2 separate regions of the Hordeum vulgare genome follow, and region 1 is linked to region 2. A link is a contact called in public Hi-C data. All regions are on one chromosome and are shown on one strand. The core of a region is the stretch at or near the end of the contact, and the rest is flanking DNA. Distances in the headings are between cores, read along the strand shown. Region 1 holds the start of LOC123404062. Region 2 holds the start of LOC123402147 (homeobox protein knotted-1-like 2).

Region 1 (6,198 bases), core at 2,614-5,113, 340 kb after region 2:
AACGTCCTGAATCCAGTTATCAAATGCAGCCACAACCTCAAAAGGGTTGAAAGATACAACCTATGTAACTAAATATAAGACATTTTTGCAGTTCAATTTATATGTAACTAAATATAGGACGTTTTTGCAGTTCAACGAAAACGCCATATATTTAGTTACCGAGGGAGTATAAGGACATTTTGTTATGAATGTTCACTTATCACTTAGCTAGGCATTTTATCTTTGCGCGTGTACACTTCATCCTTCATACGGATAAGAAAAATGTCAAGTTGGTTTTGGGGAATAAAACTCTCCAGATTAGCTCCGAGTTTGAGATGGTTTACAGTCCAGTTCTACTAGCAAGGACTGGACATGAATGTAGGCAAAGAAAGAAACGTGTTTGGTGTAAAGAAGGGATCCTTGGAGTGAATGAAGTTGATAGTGCCATTTTAATCAGAAATTGCACACTGATCTAGCTAAATACCCACAGCATTTAAACCTCTAATGAGTTACTGTTGGTTGGATATGCATTTGTTAACTGAACAGGTACCAAAAGTTTTCCAGAAAGGAAAAGAAGAGAGATATTTCCACTTAATAACAATGTAAAACGACCGCTAGCCTTGTTTTTATTTATCCTTCTGAAACGAAATGGCAAATGAAATGAAAGAAAAGCCACTAGCCACCAGCCCAATAGGCCCTACAACATCTTTAGGAGGGGATAGCCCACACACTAAAGCGCTTACAAAAAGATCAACGGGAACCATATGGACCACTAACTTCCGAGGCATACAAAGCTCCCACGCTATAACAATATAAAACTCCCTCCGTTTCAAAAAGAAAAAAAAAACAATATAAAACTCCAGGCTTATGCTTTAAGCTAGAACTAGAACAGAACAGGATGCATTTTTCATAAGCCATTCCGCCCGAAAGAAACCCATTCGGTGGCGGCCCGCACACCCTATCTGGGACAGAAAAAGAACACATCACAAACAGATAAGAAAGCTCACCTCAAGCTTGTCATTTTCTTTTGACAGCGCGGAGCAAGCCCTCTGCAGAGCCCGCATCTCCTGCTCAAAATCCAAAAACAAGTTCCGACGCTTCGTTAGTAAGCTTGTGGTGGCATGCTTAAAGAAAAGGCGTAAATTTTAAAAAGATCATATCCTCATTATCATCACCTCGTGTAGGCTCTCGTTCTCCACGGCGAGCGACCGCACCAGCTGTTGGACCTCCGGCAGCCTCTGCAAATCGCGGCAGCAACCAATCATCAGCGCTACTACAAATCAAGGCAGAGCACAGAGACATGAAAGAAACAGACCCAAAATCATGTACAATCTCTGGATCGCTATATTCCTGTGCTTTTTGGTCATGGGGCTATCTTGGTGATGAAGCAGGTCTTTTTGGCTGGTACGTACAGCTTTTGTGGCTTTGGCCCTAAGATTCCCCCCTTTCTTGTTCAGCCAGCCCTCATCACGCCCTTTCGAACGGCAGGCCGAGATGTGCTGCTCCTTTATTATAAACTAAACTAGTATACGTACACTGATGTAGTTCAACCACCACTACTGCGGCCTTTTTCCTTGTGACGACTACACTAGTGGCGTGGCGCTCGCCGCCGGGTCATGGCCAGACCCTCTCTCTTTTTGCCGAGCGAGACCGGTAAAACAAAGCGCGTGTACGCCACGTAATACTTTTCCACGTATTTCGGTACAGTAATACAGTAACTGTTACGTATTTGATGATGAAGGAGCTCACCATTTTCTTCCGTTGCCTCTGGCCGGCGGGCCGCGGAGGCGGGGCCTGGAAGGTCAACTGTGGCCGTCCGATGGAGCCCACCTGCAGCAAGGGATGGGCAGTTGTAATAAGCAAGCGAACAAACCAATCAATGCGCGACGGGTATCGAACAAATCATCACGCTCTAAGTTGGAGGATGCAACGCAACGACAGGCCACGGCTGCCTCGACCCAACACATCACGGACGGGAGTAAAAGAATAGTTTCAAAAAATTTGCTACTACTCGTATTTCAAAAAATAAAAGAATAGTTTCAAGATACATACTTCCTTTCCGACGATAATGCTGAAGATATTCCTCCCGTTCAAAACAAAAAAAACGCCGGTTCGGGAATCAGGCAAACAGCATGATGAGGCACGCGAGTGACGCAAAGAATACGGTTTTTTTTCTTCTTCGGCCGTATCGACCGACGTTACCAGATTTACATGGCCCATTTCTGGTCAGGCAGGGAACCCCATCCGCCGGCGCAACCAACCACCACACGACGCAAACGCCGTAACAGAAGCCGCCGTCCCTATTCGGCAATCGGCATCCATCCATCCATCCACGAAGCCCCACTGCCACCCCGTCCTTCCCCGCAAAAAGGCAAACAGGAGAAAACCACCCGACGCGACGGCGGCGCCGGCCGGCCGGCCGGCCATCCACGCACGCCATCGATCCTGCTGCCATGCCACCCACTTGGATCCCGAGTTTTAACTCAGCGCTTTTGACTCTGCGTACACTCAACACCACCAGAGAGAGGGCGGGGAGGGGGTAGGGGTGGGGGCCACACCCTGCAGGCTCCCACCACACGAGCAATTGCGCCGGGGGATAAAGGACGTGGGGGGAATGACCGCGCTGCCCCTCGCTTTAATGCCCCCCGCGCTGTGGGGGAGCCGAGGGGTAGCTCGGGGATACGGAGGGGCGTGGTCGCGTGGAGGGGGGGGGGGGGGGGGGGGCACACCCAACCCACCGGCTGCACCGCCAGTTCCCCGAACTGCCCCCCAGTACTGGGAGTCAACTACTGCGTGCATCACTCCAGCAGCTCTGCATAAGCAAATCCGCACGCACTTATGGGAAAAGATGCTGAAATTCAGCTCGCTTTTTCATGGCAGCTTTTTTCCCTGGAACCGGCAGTAGTTTTGTAGAGTAACTGAAGTGGGAATTCGGGAGGGCGCGAACCAATGCGGATCCCCGGAGCAGGACACGGCTGCTGCGCCAAGCGAGATGGGATTGAGATGAAATGGTATGAGATGACGAGAAGATGAGATGGAGAAGGTAGACAAAGGCGGTGTTCAAATCATGGCGAATGGAAGAAGGGATCTTTGCTGCTGCTGACCAGTAGGGGCAGTTTCGTCACGGGGCAGGGGAGAAAAATCGAAAAGGGCAAAAAGAAACGAAAGAAAGGAAAGCGCAGAGATAGGGGAGAGAGAGAGAGAGAGAGAGAGAGAGAGAGAGAGAGACGCTGGTGGTGGGGGAGGGAGAAGAACCCAAAGCAAAGCGGAGGGCGGCGGCAGGGACGTGGGGGGTGGATGGATGGATATGGACGCAGGCACGAACCTTCGTCATCGTCGTCGCCGGCGCGGTGGCCGCGCGGCGGTGCCAGGGGGAGCAGAAGGCGCCGTCCTCGCCGCCGCTGGTGGAGGCGCCGGAGCGGAGGGAGGCGGAGCCGGCGCTGTAGTCGAGCGGCGAGGCCGGGCTGGACCGGGCGCACCTCGCCTTCTTACCCCCCGCCGCCGCGGACGACGACGCCGGAGAGCGGCGCTGCGAGCGCTTCCCGCGCGCCATGGCCGGCCAGGACAGCTCCCTCGCGTCCTCCATCGGCCTCGCGCGCTTGCTCCACGGCGGCGTCCACCCGGCCAGGTCGGCCCCGCGCAGCGAGCAGATGATGTCGGCGGCGACCGCGTCGTCGCCGCCTGCAGGAGCAGCAGCAGCGGCGGCCATGTCGCCGGCTCAGGAAGAAAGAACACCACGTACGGCGGCCGGACGGACGGAGACGGAGACACCCGATGCGCCGGTGGAGTGGATGGAGAGAGGGAGGGTGGAGGGTGGAGGTGGAGATGTGGGTGGGCAGCAGGGCAGGGAAAGGAATGGGGGGGCGTGGAGACGAACCAAGGCCACGGCGTGGTGGCCGGGCCTTTTAAATGGCGGAATAAAACCGCCGACTAAAATAATCCCACCCCCCGCCCCGCCCCGCACACACGACACACACGCACCCCGCCTGCCCCGCACCGCCACATCGCAGCACCTAACCTCCCCTCCCGCTGAACCCCGGGCCCCACCGTCACCTATCCCCACGCGTCAGCGGGTAACCGCGGCGAGGTGGCCGCTGTCCGACCAAGTTCGGGAGCCGAGCGGAAGCCTTTCTTTCCGCGCACAGTGGCCACCGCGGAAATGACGGGTGGGCCCGGGCGTCAGAGACCGAAGCACGCCGGGGTGGGCCCGGAAGAAGCGCCAGGCGTAGGACGCAAGCCAGGAGGGAGGAGCGGAATGGGAGTTTGAGCTGCGGGTGGGGGCAGCGTGTCAGTCAGTGAGCCAGCCTGAGAAGGATGATGATGATGGATGGAAAGCGCCTGAGCCTCTCTCGGATAGGTTTTTTTTTTTTTTTTTGCCTTGTGAAGAAGAACGGGAGCTTTGCTTCTCGAGCTGCCCCTCTCTCTCGTTCACGTTCTGCTGCTGGCCGCTGCTGACCGTGAAGTTACTGCGCGCATTCCCACGCACGCAAGCAGGCAGGCAATGCAACAGTGTTCCTCACCGGTGGAAGCCTCTTCTTTGTCTTCCTTTCGCTGACACCAGGGGCCTATTTGGCAGCGGCAGCGGCAGCGCACCGATTTACATTTTAAATTTCAGTAGGGACTTGCGAGAGCACACTGGTTTCTCCCTCCGGGCAGGTTGGATTTTCCGCCTTGAATCTGTTACTACAGATAGTAGAATTCTGTTCAGAGTAGGAGAATTGTTATTATTTTTAGCTAGCAGAAGAATTATTCGATTCTGTAACCCAACTCGTACTGAAATCTGTAATATAAAAAACGTAAAAATACGGCTCTGTATTGACCCTGGGCCTGGAGACCCTGGAGTATCCTTGCAAACGAAGCATCGGCACTTTGCTCGGCTGCAGGGAAATAGCTCTAGTTCCTGCGCCAGCAAGCCAAGCTAGCTGGCGACTCCAGTCCTGATCTACTGGGCTACGACGAAGAATCTCAAACCAGTCCAACGTTTGGACATTATAATAAATAAATAAAATAAAACTGAGCTGAAGTGGGCTCGTCACACTGCCGGTGGTCTTTTCCGTTTTTACCCTCCGCAGCGAGCTGGCCTTCTAGGACTCGACGAAACGCCCCGGTCTCCACGCGCGTCCGCGTGGAACGACCTCCCGATCGCCATTCGGTGGTGCTTCTTCTGACCGGTTCTTCTCGGCCTCGAAGTGGAAGTGCCGCCGCTGGCCAGAGATGGGCACGCACGCAGGCAGCATTCTACAATCAATCGGTAGTCAGGCTGCAGGTGGGACTGCTCGCGGGCATCCCACCTCAACCCACCTGATCCCACTACAGATTGGTGGAAATTATGGGTAACCCATCAAACGTTAAATGGGTTAAATGAGATCCTAGTATATCCCACTTAACACAAGACATGGTTCTGATGTGTCCTGCTCTCCCCACTCCAGCTTGCTCCCCTCCCGACGGCTTCTGCGGTGAAGGCGGGAGCTTCCGGCGGCGGTTTCTCGAGAGCGCCCTCTTGGCCTTGTCCCCGGCCACGACAGTGCCCTCTTGGCCTTGTCCCCGGCCGCCCCAAGGAACGGCACGACGACGCGCGACGGGAAGGACGAGCACGCAGCCTTACCTCCACGAGTCCCGGCACCAGCACGCGATGCGGCGGGCGAGGGGCACCCACGACCGCTTCCTCAACACGAAGAAGGATGAGCACGACGGTGGCTCCAATGGCGGCAGAACCGAGGCGGGCAAAGGCGAGCAGAGCTCCGACTGCCTCTGGGTGCCGCTGAACCTGCATCTCCATCAAGCGTGAAGTGGCACTTTGATGCAACCTAGAACAACGGCTTCTCCTGGCCGCCGGCCGGCGTACCACGGCGCCCCGAGGACGGGTGGGTTTGCATCCGTCGTGATGGTGTCCGGTTCCGTGGGTTGGTCGGGGATCCAGGGGTATGCTGTTGTGTCCAGGCAATTCATTCTTGGTTTTCGCATTCTGTTGTCACCCTTGTGTGTGTTGGATCTTGGATGTGTGCAAGTGGAGAAGAACTAGTAGGCTGTGCGTGTGAGATTGATTGTCAGACTCGGGATGGATGGCGTGTGTTTGTACCGCGGTAGAGTGGGATTTGGCTTGATTTTGATAATTGGGTAGTGTAACAAATTGGACCCTGAGTTGGGTCTCCTTGCTTTCACAAGCTGCAGCGGTACAGATACTGAATGAGCATCACTCGAGCAAGAGCCTCATGGGGC
Region 2 (6,417 bases), core at 2,358-4,857:
AAGGACCAAGATTTTCATAATGATAAGACGTGCATGTTACTTTATTGATGTTTAAGTCGTTTCCCACATTTATCAAACTTTCCTTCTCCTTTATTACAAGGATCAATTCACTAGCTATTCCCACTGCAAATTCCAATGCATTTTATAATTAAAAATGGAGAGCGTAAGTATAATAACACATGGCTCAGATCTGTGGTCGTGAATGGTACTTTTGAGTGTCAAAGTTAATGATAGCATTGGAACTTAATGACAGCATTAGATCTTATTTTGGATGTTATGTTGGTCATGAATGCCCTTTCATTTTAACATTCCTGCTAATTACCTGCATAAAATGGTACAACTGCCACAGGAAAATGGTTTATTTGTTAGCTTTGTACCACATCTGATGGATCATGGCATAGCAATATTGCAGCATGCTGATGATACCATCTTATTCATACAAGATGAGCTGGAAGGTGCCAGGAATCTGAAGCTGCTGCTTTACATGTTTGAACGAAATTAAGGTCTGAAAATGAATTTGCAGGAAAGCGATGACAAGGGGCAGATGTATGCTGATAGGGAGAGCGGCCTATTAAGTATTTGGGGTAGCAGTGTGTAGTAGCCGGTTACATGTGGCTGACTGGGTGTCATTGGACGTTGGAGGAAAAACAGACTGATGGATGGAAAGGAGGAACACTATCGCTGGCACAGGAAAATTGTGTTTTCGATAAAATTTGACCAAAAATGGGCTGACACTGTATTCAAGACATTTCAAAAATCTGCTAGGGCAAACTGTGTGAAACTTTCCAAGAATGATCACTATATTAGCGTTAATTTTACAGAATTTTTCAAAATTTCCTGGACAGTTCCATTCTTTTGACAAAAATTTGACTAAAAAGACCTGAAAATTTCAGGGTATTTTTAAATATGTTATGCCAAATTGTGTGAAACTTTCCCAGAATGATCACTATATTGGTGTTGATTTTAAAGATTTCTTTGGACACTTCCATTTTTTGACACAATTTGATCAAAAATGGGTTAAGTGACTACACTGACGTGGCTCTGGCTGGCCAGTCAACGGGTCAAAACTAGGTCTACTTAGTGAAAAGCAGTTTTAGGGGAGAGAAGGGTTGATTCCTAGCCGGTTTTGATAGTTCAGGGTTGATTCTTAGACGATTTCAGAGTTCAAGGTTGAATCTTAGACAAATTGAAGAGTTCAAGGTTATCGTATGAGCTGCCAAAGACAACTATTGGTGGTATGAACAAAACAATCAGGAAGTTTTTCTGGCAAGGTGGCTACACCAAAAGGAAATACCATATGGTAAGGTGGCTTATAATATGTAGACCCACGAAGAAAGGTGACCTGGGCATTCATGACTTGAAAAATTCAATATCAACCTGTTGCGTAAGGTGGCCAGGGCATTCATGACTTGGCAGGTCTTCAAAACGCCAATGATCGAGCAGCACTAGAGATGTCGACGGTGGTGCTAGAGATGTCGGAAGTATGATGATCGTACGCATGAAGCTGGAGGTCAAACCTTGCATATTACTCATCCTGGACCTGCTGAAGAAGATGACCGAGACTCTTTTGATGGATGCTCACCCTTGCTGTTCGTGATACTGGGACATGATCCACGAGAGCAGATCTTACCTCCATCCTCCACTCCTCAAGTCCTGGCTAGCTAGATATTTGTTTCTTACTCGTACAAATTTAGGGTTAGATATTTATTTGTGATTTGTCACGTGTGAATTCAGTGTGACAGTTGGTAAGATTTTATTGGGTTGATCTACTTTTGTGACTTTGTATCTTTGCATGATAAATTGCTTACTATTACTTCAAATTTCAGCAGTCATGTCAGCTATGAAGTATGCATCCCGTCGTGAGGAAGGAAAAAGAGAAAATGAGTACATTAGTTGACAGAATAACAAGAACGATCCATGGACCATGGATAATTGTTGACATCAACACGGATGGTAACAATGTGAGTGATCATGAGCACATATTTAATTCATTACAGAATATGCTATTCTTGATGAGGTACCAATTTTCAGGGTATAATATGTGGTATAAATTATTTGATAAGAATATTTCTTGTGCATGCACTCTACATGTTAATTGGCAAAAAATCATACATGCATATATCGGTTAATATGATGTTTTATATGATTGGGCCTCGGATTCTAGTTTCGCCCCGGGCCCCCAAAATCTCAGGACCGGACCTGTTTTTGGTTTCCAAATTATTGAAATCACCATGCAGTAGATTGGAGAATTTCTGCCACCCTGCTCAAGCAATATACACAGAAAAGCTTTCATTTACCTGTTAGACTCTGTAAGGATTGTTCAAGCTCCCAGCAGCCCATCACCGCTTCCATTGCGTGAACACGTACATGCTGCTGGAGCTGTTCTTTAAATGAACAGAGAAGCAATACATAATGTGTCTGCAAGCCAGTGAAGGACAATTAGAATCCACAAGCAGGATTATACCCAGAGAAAAACATTATGCTAGATGTAAGCAACATATTCATTTCTTAGAAGATATACGAGTATCTGAAAAGAAGAGGAAATTCTAGTAATGCGCAACATAAAAGCATTGTAGATGATCAGTAGCCGTAAGGGCACTACTAAAGAAGATCGAAGTAAAGACAGAAATGGGCAATTCATATAGACGAGCACGTATGCTAGTATAGTACTCCCTCCATCCCAAAATAAGTGTCTTAAGCTTAGTACAACTTTGTACTAGAGCTAGTACGAAACTGAGACAGTTATTTTGGGACAGAGGGAGTATGGCATTTCAGGTCTGCCAAATAAGTTGTTAGTACGCTGTAAACCACAAAAAGGTCCACCACCCATGGCGTATCTACACTGCTTCAACAGGTATGGTGCCACTATATCGATGAACCCTAGTCGTACCTGCTTTGGCTTCATTTCTACTTCATACGAAACAAATCAATAAGGAAATTGCAGCAGTGTTGTTATAATAACCAGCAGCCTCTAGTCAGATCGACCCTCCCACGTTCGCCACACGGTGCACATCACAAACCCATCACCAGCCCTACTCAAAACCTATGCAAATTTTATCCCAATTCCGAATTCCAATTGTTCACACGAAGCATATACACACACCCTAACAAGGCAGGCACGGCACCAGGTGGCATGGTAACGCAGGAAAAAAATAAAGGGCAGGGGCGCGAAAGCCATAGATACCATGAAGAGGTCGAGCTCCTCGCCTCCGGAGGGCCCGCCCGCGGCGGCGGCGGCGGCGGCGAGCGGGGGCGGGCGGGCCGCGATCTGCGCGTCGATGCGGGGGAGCTGGTCGACGGGGGTGGCGACGCGGAGGCAGGCGACGTGGGCCTCCAGGAGCCGCTCGTACAGCGGGTGGGCCGCGACGGCCGCCTTCTCCCTCTCCCCGCCGCCGCCGCCGGGGGAGAAGCTAGGGTTTGGCGACGAGGCGGCGGCCGCGGCAGCCGCCGCCGCGTCCATCGCGAGCCCGTGGTCCGGGTAGTGGAACGACATCGAGCCCTCCGTCGCCGCGTCGTCGGGTGGCGAGGTGGAGGGAGGCAGGCGGAGGCGGGGCGCTCAGGGGGGAGAGGAGGCGCAACGACCTCGGCGGTTGTGGGTTTTGGTTGGTGGGGGTGGGAGGGACGGGCGGAGTGGATGACTGATGGCAGGGTGGGTTGGCGTCCTTGTCGCAGCTGACGACTGTCCGCGAGCGGGCGAGACGACGAGCTCGTCAAAGTATGTGAGGTGTGGACTGCAGAGACGTGCACCCTACGGCGTCGATACCGACGAGGAGATACAGCTGCTGGCCGCCGTCGAGACCAAATTACAGTTAAAAATCCATGGAGAAGAACACATTTAAAATTTAGCATGAACGGTGACATGCCATACTATTGGTCACTCTTCATTGCATGATTTCTTTTCCTTCGTACCTCATGAATGAATGTGAGTTTGAATTTGAAATTATATGTTGTGGATTGACAATATTTGCATTGATCCTATATAGGGGTGGATTAACGAGCTACTCGGCTTGTTAAGCTCGTGCTCGTGAAGGCTCGACTTGTTAAGCTCATTAAGATTAACGAGCTGAAAACCCTGCTCGGCTCGGTTCGTTTGAAACTCGTTAAGCTCGTGAGTACTCGCGAGCGCTTGTTAACAGATTTTAATGTGTGACGGTGTATATGATAAGTGTGTAGGTGTGGTTTTTAAAAAGAAAAAATGGTGCCTATAAAAAAATTCATTAGTTTGTAACTTTGTATATAGATTAGATTGAGTAGATGGGATGAGGTGCTACGTAAATTTTGTCATGTACGATGAAAATATGTTGTATTGTTATTAATGAGCTTAACGAGCCACTCGTGAAACACGTTAGCTTGTTCGTTAAGCTCGTTAATCTTAACGAGCTGAAATTGATGATTGGCTCTCTTCATTAAGAAGCGAGCCACGAGCTTAACGAGCCGAACTATCGAGCGCTCATTAGGCTCGCGAGCTACGAGCTTTTGGTCCAGCCCTAATCGTATGCCTTGGAGCATCTTCAATAGTCGCGGTATCGCCGCACGCGCAAAAACGATTTTGCAGCGTCGAAATTAGAAATTTTAGCGCGACGGAGTGTGCTGGCTCGAGCAGCGGCGACAAATATTGCGCCCGTGAGCCGCGTCCGTCGCACGACGTGCAAGTTTCTTCTTCGGCGGCCTAGTGGAGCCATCATCCGCCTTCTTCTTCTTTCCGGACACCTTCTTGACGGCCTTCTTCACCGCCGGTGCATTTGGAATCTTCAAGGGGGGCGCGTGTCACGGCGGGCGCCGGCGCGCCACCACCCGCCGAGGTCGTCGTGGTGTCATGAAAAGGTTAAGCGCGAGACCGGTGCTCGGAGGAGCTCCGGCGGAGACGAGCCCAAAGCTCGTCGGGCTAGGGTTTGCGCCGGCGCTTGTGGCGGCAGTGGAGGGATCGCGGGCATAGGAGGGGGTGAGGGGGATGTCTATGTGGTTGTCCATCGGGCGGTTTCGACGACGGCGGCGCGAGCGGGGCGAAGGCGCGGCGGCGCGGGTGATACGTCCCAAACGTATCTATAACTTTTACTTGTTCCATGATCATTTGGGTGACAATGTTATATGTTTTGCTACACTTTTATATCATTTTACACATATTTGGACTAACCTACTAACTCATTGCACCCGGTGACAGTTTCTGTGTGCTGATGTCTATTTTGCACGGGCTTTTACCCAATTTTTGGAAGCCCGAAAAAATCCAGAAAAATATATAAAAAATCAGCGAAACAAAAGCTTCGGGGTCACCGAAGGAGGGCCAGAGGGGGGCCAGGGGCCTCCGATGCGGCCTGCTGGCGCGGCCAGGCCCTAGGCCGCGACAGGAGGTCGTTTGGGTGGGTCCCACCTCCTCTAGTGCCCTCCTTTGGTCTATATTTAGAGATCCGTGAGGAAACCCTCGCAGACTTTCTGGAATCGCGAATTTCTCCATCGTTCCGCCTCCTCAGCGCTTCCAAGATTGGGAGCGTCACGAGACCTCTTCCCGGCACCCTGTTGGAGGGAGGATTGACCCCCGGAGCTTCTCCACCACCATGGACGCTTCCCGGACGTGTCGTGAGTAGTCCTCCTTGGACCATGAGTCCATGACCAGTAGCTATTGTTGGGGAACGTTGCATGGGAAACAAAAAAATTCCTACGCACACGAAGACCTATCATGGTGATGTCCATCTACGATAGGAGATTTGGATCTACGTACCCTTGTAGATTGCACAGCGGGAAGCGTTTAAGAAACGTGGTTGATGTAGTGGAACGTCTTCACGTCCCTCGATCAGCCCCACGAACCGTCCCACGAATTGTCCCACGATCCATTCCGATCTAGTGCCGAACGGACGGCACCTCCGCGTTCAGCACACGTACAGCTCGACGATGATCTCGGCCTTCTTGATCCAGCAAGCAAGACGGAGAAGTAGATGAGTTCTCCGGCAGCGTGACGGCACTCCAGTGGTGGTGACGATCTACTCCTGCAGGGCTCCGCCCGAGCTCCGTAAAAATACGATCTAGAGGAAGAACTATCTTGTCTATATCTGACTTGCACGTGGCAAAAGTTGTCTCAAATCAGCCCTAAATCACCACTATATATAGGAGGGAGGGGGAGGGGGCTTGCCTTGAGGGCCAAGCCCTCAAGGGTGCGCCGGCCAAAGGAGAGGACGAGTCCTACTCCAATCCTACTCCAATTTAGGATTGGAAAGTGGAGTCCTTCTCTTCCTTCCCACCTCTTTTTTTTTCTTTTTCTTTGGTTTTCTTTCCTTGGCGCCAAGGCCCTCTTGGGCTGTCTCCACCAGCCCACTAGGGACTTGTGGCGCCACCCTATGCCTTTGGGCTCACTCCCGGAACCCATTCGTCACTCCCGATACAATGCCGGTAATGCCCGAAAACCTTCCGGTAACCAAATGAAAC

Evidence for each region. A called contact is a pair of places that touch in the nucleus more often than the background predicts.
Region 1: a contact with region 2 is called in a Hi-C map of seedling, with 2.8 times the contacts expected there. The contact joins the promoter of LOC123404062 here to the promoter of LOC123402147 in region 2. A contact is called at or near these places in 3 of 6 Hi-C or Micro-C datasets (leaf and seedling) and 1 of 1 datasets of contacts at active chromatin or transcription factors (embryo).

Annotation. Positions count from the first base shown.
Region 1 is chr6H:111,532,795-111,538,992 of MorexV3_pseudomolecules_assembly, forward strand. LOC123404062 reads right to left here and starts at 3,864. Exons shown (of 5, transcript XM_045097987.1): 1 at 3,305-3,864; 2 at 1,729-1,809; 3 at 1,155-1,217; 4 at 987-1,046. The coding sequence starts at 3,688. It also overlaps the pseudogene LOC123405183.
Region 2 is chr6H:111,190,827-111,197,243 of MorexV3_pseudomolecules_assembly, forward strand. LOC123402147 (homeobox protein knotted-1-like 2) reads right to left here and starts at 3,608. Exons shown (of 6, transcript XM_045096027.1): 1 at 3,185-3,608; 2 at 2,298-2,418. The coding sequence starts at 3,493. It overlaps LOC123402148 (a long non-coding RNA gene), which reads right to left and starts at 2,291. Exons shown (of 2, transcript XR_006611241.1): 1 at 1,583-2,291; 2 at 579-1,504.